Regions from separate parts of the Ovis aries genome. Here region 2 is linked to region 1. Evidence: chromatin contacts called from public Hi-C data. All regions are on one chromosome and are shown on one strand. The core of a region is the stretch at or near the end of the contact, and the rest is flanking DNA. Distances in the headings are between cores, read along the strand shown. Region 1 has its middle 150 kb from the start of FGF10. Region 2 has its middle 110 kb from the start of NNT.

Region 1 (5,683 bases), core at 2,288-4,787:
ATAATGCAGGGCTGCTCCCCTAGTAACAGAGCTTTCCCAACATGGTCTTCCTTTAAGTAAAGGCTCTTTCGGTTCTGCTGCTTGCTCAGTCACTCTGTCACGTGCAACTTTTGCCATCCCATGGATTGTAGCCGGCCAGCTTCCTCTATCCATGGGATTATCCAGGCAACAGTATTGGAATAGGTTACCATTTCCTTCTCCATAGCTGTTGATGTTATAATCAAATTCAACCAGATACCTACATCACAAAGAAAATGGTTTCACCTGTCTTGCCAAGATACCTATGAGACAAGTTTGTCAGAGACTCACAACATACAGCTCTCTTACTCATCAAAAACATGGCACTCTCTGGAATCTTTTCTAATCAAACAACTTCAGTAATGTCCTTGAGACGAGTGAGGAACAGACCAGGAAAGTCATAAAGGTGTAGGCAGTCCGCAAGGAGAGCTAGACTAGAGTCATAGCAGCAGCATCCCAAAGCAGGACATGATGGAGGTCATGGCAGGCAGAATGGGACCCTGGGAATGTGGGAATGGAGGGCATGGGAAGAGCCAGAGTTTTTACTGGGGCACCAAGTGCGAATGCCTGGCAGACAGGTTTGTTTACTGTGACAGGAAACACTGGCAAGAGAGATGCTACAGAGAAACGCTACAGAGATGAATCCAACGGTGAGGAGTGTTAGAAGACACTTAAAGAGGAAGGGACCTTAAGATCAAGTGCTGAACTACTGACGTACTAACATTACTGAGCCATCAGGGAAGCCCATACTAACATTAACGATGGGGAGTTCTGAACACTCCTCAAAAATTATTGGGCAAAAACCTAAATGTCCTTATTCAAAGTCCAATGACCTTTAATATTCTGTTATGTTATGGTTGATAAACCAATAATATACAAGCAAGGTATAAGATACAATTCACAAGATGTATAAAACTATGTAAGAGCATTAAGTGGGCGAAGGTGGGAAAAGCACTGTCTTTTATCAAATGACAAGAAAAGTACTTAAAAAATGACAGTGACAGGAAGGCACTTTTTATTTCATTCTTCCCTCACAAATGTCAACTATGGTCTAATCATGTGAGCAGGCAAAGATATGATGGGAGGCAGAGAGCCTTACCAAAGCAGGAACAGATAAAAATGACTGACTCAGATTGGATGAGTTAAATCTATAGATCTTGAAAGCTTCCACACTAAAGAACTTAAGAAATTGGCCACAGCCATTGCTGAGTCACAAGCAATTATCTTCAAGAACTCTCAGAGGGCTTAAAGTGGCCCCACACTGGAATATATCATATCAGTTCTTTCAGAAGAGGATTATGGACCACCCTGGACATAGCTGATTTACCAGAGAGGGGAAAGAGATTAACTCAAAATGTTGGTTTTTCAATGCCTAGAAGATAATAGATTTGGAATCAATTAAACATGTGGGAATAGAATCATAAAATTTGGGGCTGGGCATGATTTTAGGGATAATGTAGTATCTTGTCTTTATAGAGAAATAAAATGAGCTTAATAAAAGTTAAATCAGAAATCCTTAAGAGTTCAGGTCCTAGTTTAAGGACAGCGTCACAAGTCTGGGAAACTGAGGTGTTGGATAAATGAAGTATTTATTGGCTTTTTAATCTCTTCTAAATGGTATTCTTCCTTTGGACTCGTGATTTCTTTTATAAAACAGGAAATGAAATTCCAGCACCACATAAATCTGAGAAATAACCTCTTAGTTACAATTTGAAAAATAATCAACATCTTGATACCTAGAAGTTATACTGCGTCACAGATTTTTCTCTGAGTGAGAAAAATGCTTCCTTAATTCCATTAATTACTGCTACTTTTCACTTTCCCTTTGTGACACAAACTTTTAAACTCTAAGTGAGCTGAGTCACTGAGCAAGAGAGCTAGTCCTATGAAATTAGAGAACTTACTTCAAGCGAACACTGAGTATAAACATATGACTTTACAAAGTACTGTTTCCAAATTCAGAATAGTTCTTGTCAAACTAAAGGAATTTTAAGGAAGTAAAAGAATGGCACTGGAATCCCTTCCTTTAACTTCTGGGTTGTTTATTTGAACTCCTATCAGGTTTTGTAGCCATTTCTCTATTTGTTGAAAATCTTGGGTAGGGTCATGCTTCACAGAGGGAGGGAGACACACTGGAGATAAAGTCTGTTGTCACAGGTCCCTGTTGCCACTCTTATGATACAGTCATCTTTCAGTATTCGAGGGTGTTGGTGGAGGGAATTCGTTCCACGATACCAAAGTCTAGGGATGCTCAAGTCCCTTAGATAAAACGACAGAGTATAGTTCATGCTCCGTATCTGCGGCTTCTACATCTGGGGATTTAACTAATCTGTGTACTAGAATGATTAACCAAGTCTTTCCTCTATGGGCGAACTTCTTTGTGCTTTTTTTTTTTTTCTCTCTCCAAGCTTCCTTTCCTGATCGTAATCTTATTATCCTGTATTTTACTTCCTTAGGGCTTTTTGCATGACAGTTCTTTTGTATAACAGATGAATTCTGGAAAATAGGTTCATTTATATTCAATTATGTTTAATATGTTGGTGGTAAGTTCTCTATTTAAACACATTTATCTGGAGGAGAATACTTTAAACTGAAGATGTTCCTCTGTTTCTGGTGAAACTCACTTTCTGTTACCAGCTGAGGAAGGGGAATGCTATGAATTTCTATGGAAGGAAAAGAAGCTGGGTGATCCAACCTTATGGAAGGTGATCATGAGGTAGCATGTCATGAGACAGACTGCGTTAAAAAAAAAAAAAAAGATCTACTAAGGCCCTATTAACATCAAACACAGTCAAGTTTGTAGGAAACAGCTATTTGAGTCTGACTTCTCTCATCTGACCCTGTACTTCCATTTCTGCTTAGATGTTTTCAGAGACCTGAAGGTTCAAAGACAGTCACTCTATTTGCTGAGAGCACTAAAGCTTAATAGTCCATAGAATTAAATTGTATTGTACCCAAAATACATCTAATCATATTTTTTATTAACCTATGGCTCCTACTTCTATCTTCCAGGTCGGTGTAGAACAATTCCCACGCCTTTTGTATGCAATATCTATTTGAATAGATTTGAATACAGCTTTCATACTCCCTCAGACATGCTTGCTAGAGGTTTTGATACATTTGATAGTTTTGAGCCTGGAAAGTTTTCTTGTAGTCTAAAACACTTGCTGATATTCTGTTAGCAGCTATATTCTGATAAAAGGAAATATTGTACAACATTGCAAAGAGCTTAAATTTTCTGTTAGTGCCATATGAGTGTAAGAAGCTAACTTCAGAAATTTTCTGGTTGGGAATATTGGTTCTCTGACTCAATATGTGGAAGTCTTCACTTATATACACCTGCTTGGGTAGATTGTGGAAGACCACAGACAAGTGATTTAACTCAAGATGTTTCAGGCAAAGCATGCTATTTCTTCTTACTGTAAAAAATAAGGAACATTTCTGAGTCATTGCAGTCTTGGAAGGTAATGCCAAACAAATGAGAACCAGACCACAAACAGTGGGGCCAAGTACATCATTACTGAGTGACTAATGTGAACAACTTACATAAACTGTGGCTGAAACTGAGTTTTTAGCAGATGACCATAACCTTTGATTGCATCAAGAATAGTTAAAAGCTCTTTAATCTGCGTATTGTCTTCAGGAAAGAAAAATTCATCAATTCTATTCATAATCTCTGAGAGCTGCAATTTTCCATTAAGATTTAACTCTACCTTTCCCAGATTCTTCTCCTCCTAGAGAGCGACAGATGTGACTAAAAAGAATTAGCTGGGGTCCAAATGTGTTGCATATATTGATAATGGGGGGAGGATGCTACAGATTAATACAATCTTCTTCCTTCCTTTAAAGCACCATGGAATGACTTCCTTTCGAAACTTTGGCTGATGGAATAATTCATGTATTTCTTTTGAATACCCATGTCGTATACTGAGTTCCCAATCCTTTAGAAAGTAGATTTTCCTTTGTAGCAGGATCATTTCTTCTTATTCATTATGAACCACATCTGCCCATGATCCCATCTCACTGAGGTTTATTTTCTTTAAACACACAAATGAAAGGCAACACAGTTTTTCACTAGGAACTCTTTTTAAAATGGAAGCAAAGAATTTAGTAACTCCTTCTGGGAAGGAAACATTTCCCTTCTGGTTTTACTCCCTAAATAAAAGCACTAGTTCTAATAGCACAATTAACTATCTTATCATTGAATAAATGTTAATATTTTGTATACTTTCTCTCTGTTCACATTTGAATGAGAGTCTAATTGATTCTTGTGTACTTGGGAAAGATATAAGGGAAAAAGGAAGAAAACAAGAGTTAAGAATTTTCCTGAAGGGTATTGATATTCTCTAAACTTATTAATAAATATTGATCCAAATTCTCTTTTTTTCCACTTTTTGTACTGTATTTGGAAAATCTCAGCCCTTACCACAGGCCAACTAAATTAAAAGCTTCCTTTTAGTAAAAGCCGTAGGTGATCTATATGGACACTAAAATTTGTTCAACTCACTGAGTCTCTAAACTTATGATTAACATCAAATATTCTCACCTAAAACTCCTGTTGTCCTATTCCATCTACTTCTGACTTGTTTTTTCCCCCTAAAAAAATCTTCACAGTATTAATTTTCTTCCATGCTCAACTCTTGGGGAAAACTCTATGCAATTTCAGTATCCATGCATAGAATCTTTTTAATATCGTAGCTCTTCAACAACTGGGCCTTATCTCTTTCAAACATTTTCTCTTCCTGGGAAATAGCATTTGGTCCCATTGTCTTATAACCTGCAACCCTACCATTAATGAACAATTTTAATTCACCATAATTTTAGGTTTGATCATCCTACTCATAGGTTATCATCTATTACCTTTCAATTTCACTTTCTCTGGTACTCAAACTTTAATGAATTTCTGAATCCACTGGTATCTACATGGTATTCGACTTTTTCATTACTTTCACCACATCTTGGTATCCCTTCTTTCCTGCCTTAAATCCCATGGCCGATCTATAATCATTCCTTTGAATCTAATTTCTATACCCTTGCACATTGTCCAGCTTTCTTATACTCATCTTTCAAAAGCTCATCACTGGGTAAATTAAACCTTAATCTTTTTAAGTTTTAGCCCAGCTAAATTGGCTGAAGAAAAACACAAAATCATGCTAATATTTTACCTTAATTAAGGACCATTAATCTCAAGTAGGACCTTAGGAGCTGCCTAACAATTCTGTGTTTTTCTCTCCTTTTAGAAAATCACTCCTCTGTCTTTCATCTACTCAATATCTCCAATGTCATCCTCCTTTGAATAATCATGTCTTCCCATCTCCTCAATCTGAGTTGGTGACCTGACTTTCTATTTCACAGATATGGTGTAGAAGTAATAAGAAAAGATCTCTCCTCAACACAGATAAATCCATGTACCTACATCCGAGTGCCTTTTTGCTTGTCAGGAATATTACTCCTAGAAGTCCAACTTCTTCATTTCAGAACTAGATGATATTTTTATGATAAAGACTTAGCTGTGGAAATTCTCCTCTCTCACATGATCAGATTTTCTCTCTGTATTGTATTCATCAACATATAATATCTTATAATTTCTCCCAATGAGAAATTTCACTCTTGAGGTTCATACCTTGAAATCTATTGTCCTATTTTTCTTCTTCCTTGTAAAAGA
Region 2 (5,683 bases), core at 1,100-3,599, 780 kb before region 1:
CCAGGAGAGGGACAGGGAGGCCTGGCGTGCTGCAGTTCTTGGGATTGCAAAGAGTTGGACATGACAGCAACTGAGCTAAACTACCCTGAATAGAACCAAACATCTCAGCTCCAGAGATATTTCAATTCAACTTTCCTATATGTAATTATGTTTATATTGCCTAGAATTGTAAGCTCCAAAAGAAGAAATTTTGTCTCTTTTTGCCCACAATATTTAGCATATATTCTGACTTCTGGAACATACTCAAAACATATTTCTTAAATGAATGAATGAATGAACTGAGAGATTCTGAACAATGCAATTTTCTCTTACTTTTGTACTTTTTAACTTTTGTGCCTGGACTGGGTGTTGTATTACTGTTGTACATAAGGGGACAGTGCAGGCACATGGCATTCTCAAAGTTCTATGAGATGTTTCAAGAAGGGAAATAAAAGCTAAGAGTGCAGTGTGGAAACTAAGACCCAGAGCAATGCCGGCTCCCTTACTCAAATTCTAATTCATGGATAAAAACATTCTCAGAAGCAAGAAAACTAATAGCTAGCATGAGTACTAGCATGCATTGTAAAAACATCACTAGGCTGCCTTAAAAATTACTCCTATTTTCCCATGCAATAATAGTTAAAAGCTTTCTTTGCTTTTATAATTAAATGGTTTTGGATTTATGAAGGAAGAACTCTAAAGCTTTTTTAAAATTGAGGTATAATTTCCATATAACATTATATTATTTTCAGGTATATCACATAATGGTTCTATATTTGTATGTACTGTGAAATGATCATGACAGTGTCAGAACTATAATGCTTTAATACACTTTGCAGTTCTCAGATTTATCTTCCTTAAGATCTGTAAGAATTAAGCAGAAAGAATGCTTAATGTGGGTTTACTAATATGAGCAGAAAAAGAAAGTGTTGGAGCGCTATATTTTATTTTAACATGGCTTTGTGACTTTGAATGGGTTGAGCAAGAATCACAGTCATGATTTAGCCAATATTCCACTTATGAATAGCATTTTTATAATTTTCTGAGAGTTGTGAATCACAAACCTCCAGTTTCATTTCCTTAAGAGTAACTGTTCTTTGTTCTTCAGTTTAGGTTATTTGGGAAGTAATTGACCTGGAAAAACATTTCCCAAAATGTGATGGTAATGACAGGTAAAAGAAAAACAAGTTCTGTGGTTATAAAAGTTTAGGAAATGCTGGATTAAACAAAATTCAATAATATTTTTCTCTTTTTAGTCACAGGGCTACTATTAGTAACATGCACTGTAAATCTCCAAGAAGGAGGTATATAATATACAGTATTTCCCATTATCATCTGATCACTGAATTTTTAAATTTAATTAAGCACTTTATTTTTGTGTTGCGTGTTCTTTGGAATTTAAATGTGTTCTACTAAACACTTTGGGCTTCCCTGGTTGCTCAGATGGTAAAGAATCTGCCTGCAATGAGGGAGACCTGGATTCGATCCCTGGTTTGGGAAGATTCCCTGGAGGAGGGCATGGCAACCCACTCTAGTATTCTTGCCTGGAGAATCCCATGGACAGAGGAGTCTGGCGGGCTATAGTCCATGGGGTCGCAAAGAGTCAGACGTGACTGAGCGACCAAGCACAGCAACACTTTGGGAGATTAGCCCAGAGAGAAATATCCTCTTACGCATAGGTATAGGAGAGGTATTGGCATTTACCAAATCCCTGGTGACATATTTCTCTCCTGTCCTTTCCCTTAACCACAGCCCTATGAGCCTCCTGTTCTAGGAACTAAATAACTCTGTTCCTGTTCCTAAAACTGTGCTAATTATAATAATAGCTTGCTGCTGCTGCTGCCAGTAAGTCGCTTCAGTCGTGTCCAACCCTGTGCAAACCCATAGACGGCAGCCCACCAGTCTCCTCTGTCCCTGGGATTCTCCAGGCAAGAATACTTATATTCATTGAATACTGACTATGTGCCAGACATAATTCTAAAGCTTTTCAGTGTAATAATTCATTAATCACAACAGAGCAATCCTTTCAGTAGGCATCCCATTGTACGGATATGGGAGCTCAGAGTCCAATTAATTAAGTGGAGTCAGGATTTGAACCTGAGCCATCTGGCTTCACTCTGAACCACAGTACTATGCTGTCATAGCACTGACTTGCCAACTAACTTTTAGAAAACAACTTCTTGGTAAGTTGGGAACTACTTGTAATTTGTGAACTCCTTGGGATGCTAAACAAAGAAGCAAGAAGTACAGTTTAATGTACCAGTTTGACATTTGCTTAACTTCATGCATGTGTTTGGCAGAGTCAATTTTTCCAAAAGATTTCTTCACCTTTTAGAAATACAGAATCTGTCATTTTGATGTGGTGCCATGAGAAGGATCATGTGCTTCACTCCTACAGTATGAACTTGCTTGTTTTTAAGTGCAGGCTGCTCTTGGGTTTTCCCTTTCTTTCTTTTTATATAGTATAGCTATAGATCTTACTGTGTTCTTAAGCATACATATCCATACAACAGGTCACAAATAATTTGATTACCAAAGCACATCATGATTCCAGTGTTAACTACCATACCTTCTTTACTGGAAAGTTATGAAGCCTGTAATCCAGTTTGGTTGGGGGCAGATTCTCTGTCCTTTCTTTCTGGTCCTCCTTTTGTTATTATATGGGTTCTCCATCATCTTTTGACCTTCTTTGTCCCATTCTGGGGCTTTCCTGGTGGCTCAGTTGGTAAAGAATCTGCCTGTAGTGCAGGAGACATGGGTTCAACCCCTGCATCAGAAAGATCTCCTGGAGAAGGGAATGGCAACCCATTCCAGTGTTCTTGCCTGGAGAATAGTCCGGATTCCCTGCAGAGGTGATTCTTTACAGTAGAGCTGATCAAATTTTTCAAAAAAATTGTTTAAACTTCTTTCTTTATACTAGCCCATAAATCTGCTAAACTATATTCTAGTTCTTTTATATTACTTCAGAGCTAGTCCTTTTGATATGCTTGTTCATATACTAGTTGTCAGAGCATGCTGCTGCTGCTAAGTCACTTCAGTCATGTCTGACTCTGTGCGACCCCAGAGATGGCAGCTTACCAGGCTCTTCTGTCCCTGGGATTCTCCAGGCAAGAACACCGGAGTGGGTTGCCATTTCTTTCTCCAATGCATGGGAGTGAAAAGTGAAAGTGAAGTTGCTCAGTCGTGTCCACCTTCGTGATCCCATGGACTGCAGCCCACCAGGCTCCTCTATCCATGGAATTTTCCAAGCAAGAAAACTGGAGTGGGGTGCCATTGCCTTCTCTGTGTCAGAGCATAACTGAAGTTATATAATAATCTAAGGACACTAATCATATTGCTTCTTAGTTTTAATTATAGTTTCGGCTTTTGCTTGAAATTGCATAAAATTAACAAAGTTCTCTAAAGCAAGAGAAATTAACCCAATACTAGTTTATCTCCTGATTTAAATGCTATTTTCTTTCCTTTACTGATCAGGCTCTCCAGTGGATAGTTTACTTTAGCTCATACTCTCTTCAGGCCTCAAAAAGTTTTGCTGTTGGTTCCCATCCTAACTGATGAAAGAGCCTGGTGGGCTCCTGTCTATGGGGCTGCAAAAGAGTCAGACACGACTTAGCGACTAGACAACAATGACAGTCTTATCTCGAAAGTCAACAATGAGTCCTTATCATCAAACATAAATCTGAGAATTCATTTTCTTGGACATCTCTAGCATTTGACACCATTGATCAACCACTCATTTTTAGAGTGCTTGCATGTTAAGTCACTTCAGTCATGTGGTGGCTCAGTGGCAAAGAATCTGCCTGCAACGTAGGAGATGCAAGAGACGTGAGTTCAATCCCCTGAGTGGGGAAGATCTCCTGGAGAAGAAAATGGTAACCCACTCCAGCGTTCTTGCTGGAAAATCCCATGGATAGAGGAGCCTGGTGAGCTACGGTCGATGGGGTGGCAAGAGTCAGACATGACTTAGTGACTAAACCACAACCACCATGAGCATATTACCTCTTTGACACTTATTTTTATTGTATTGAACTTAACTAAAATTCTTAGCTCTTTTCTTGCAAGGGCAGTTGATGATTAATTTCTCTTCCACTTATACTCTATAGTTTCTTTTTTTAAACGACTTATTTGGGCCTACTTTCTATCCTTGGGGATCAGGAATTTGAGTCTGCCATTCAAAGGGTTGACGCTGTTCCTTCTGTCTTTGTGTCACCTGAAAGGATGGCATCAATGTTTGTACTGAGGCCATTGAGAAAAAAACCATTTTCCTCATTTTGTAGGGCTTAGGATGAAACTGGACAACACATGCTGCACACTCTTCTCCAACGCTGACTTTAATCTGTTAATCAGGACATTTTAGATACAAACAGCAATAAATCTATTGAACTCACATTTCTTCACTTTTTGTCCAGAAGCGTATCTTTAATAGCTTTGTCAAAAGTTTTCCCAAAATATACAGAAATAGGAAACTGACTAACCTAATAAACATATAAAAACAGTAATGGGTTAGTTCTGGTAGGGTCTGTTTCCTGTGAACTAATCATGATTCACATGCAACACTGTTCCTGTTTTAGATGCTCACAGTCTGAGATTTTAATAGTTTGTTCTAGAATGTTGTTGAGGATGATTAGTGCATTCCCAGTCCATTTTCATTGTTGGCTTCTTGCCATTTTTGGAAGGTCAGGGATACATTTGCCCATTATCTGTCCTGTAGCATGATTCCTGCTTGTCTTAATTCCTCAAAGATGGCTGAAAACGGAGTCAGAAATCTCAAGGCATGTTCTACGTTTATACTTGGAAATAGTATGAACAGATCTCATCTGGGCACGTTTTAGAGAAGTTAGGAGGTTCTTTAAAAAGTCCTCTCTTTTACCTTTTCCAGCTAAATCTCAATATACTTTACACAGAAGAAAGGAGAATAGTATTCGAGGAGATTGGTTTTGTCCCTGCTCCTTGTTGGCATCAGCTCCCATGATTCAAAGACTTTCGCCTCTCATGCTTCATTTTCCTCTAAATATACAGAACCTAGTTTATTGGTTTATTCTTTCACAGTCTTAAGCTCATGTCATATTTTGCCTTCTTTGACACCATTCTTATACCTCTGTGCCACTTTTGAAATACTGTTCTTTTTTAAAAAAATATAAATTTATTTATTTTAATTGGAGGTTAATTACTTTACAATATTGTAATGGTTTTGCTATACATCAACATGAATCCGTCACAGGTATACATGTGTTCCCCATCCTGAACCCTCCTCCCGCCCTGTACCATCCCTCTGGGTCTTGATTATGAATTCTTGCCTCCTTTTAGAGTTTGAGATTCTAGGAATGCTGTGAATTGTCTTTCTTGTTTAAAACAGCCGTCGATTAAGTTTACCAGTATTTTTTAAAAAATTAGGGCAAGAATCTACAAACATCTCCAAATCAGTTTGAATGCAGAATTCTAGATTGTTAGGTTTCTCCTCAATCTTCTATACTTGTTTCACTCCTACCTAATTTGATACCAATTTTTGAACTTACACTTGATTGATGTAATTATTTAAGTTGTGTAATTAATATTGTGTAACTACAACTAAAACTGGCATAAACATATTTGGGAACAAAATCCAGCTGCCTCTTGTTAGGCATCCAACTCAGCTGGTAGGAACAGATGTTCATGAGTGTTTAGATAGCCTTCTAGCCCTAAGCATTCACTGTGCAGTGGGTGT

The links. Hi-C and Micro-C count contacts between places; a contact is called where the count stands out from the background.
Region 2: a Hi-C map of tail adipose tissue shows a contact between it and region 1, with 6 times the contacts expected there. The contact joins two enhancer-like sites. A contact is called at or near these places in 2 of 16 Hi-C or Micro-C datasets (skin fibroblasts and tail adipose tissue).

What each region holds. Positions count from the first base shown.
Region 1 is chr16:30,452,610-30,458,292 of ARS-UI_Ramb_v3.0, reverse strand. No RefSeq gene overlaps it. Among named protein-coding and RNA genes, the nearest start is that of FGF10, 150 kb to the left of the region's middle. Within about 2 kb of position 3,537, at least 4 of the 54 cell types and tissues checked have an H3K27ac peak or open chromatin away from gene starts, as enhancers often do. A contact at or near this core is called in tail adipose tissue, where this site is marked.
Region 2 is chr16:31,235,822-31,241,504 of ARS-UI_Ramb_v3.0, reverse strand. No RefSeq gene overlaps it. Among named protein-coding and RNA genes, the nearest start is that of NNT, 110 kb to the left of the region's middle. Within about 2 kb of position 2,349, at least 3 of the 54 cell types and tissues checked have an H3K27ac peak or open chromatin away from gene starts, as enhancers often do. A contact at or near this core is called in tail adipose tissue, where this site is marked.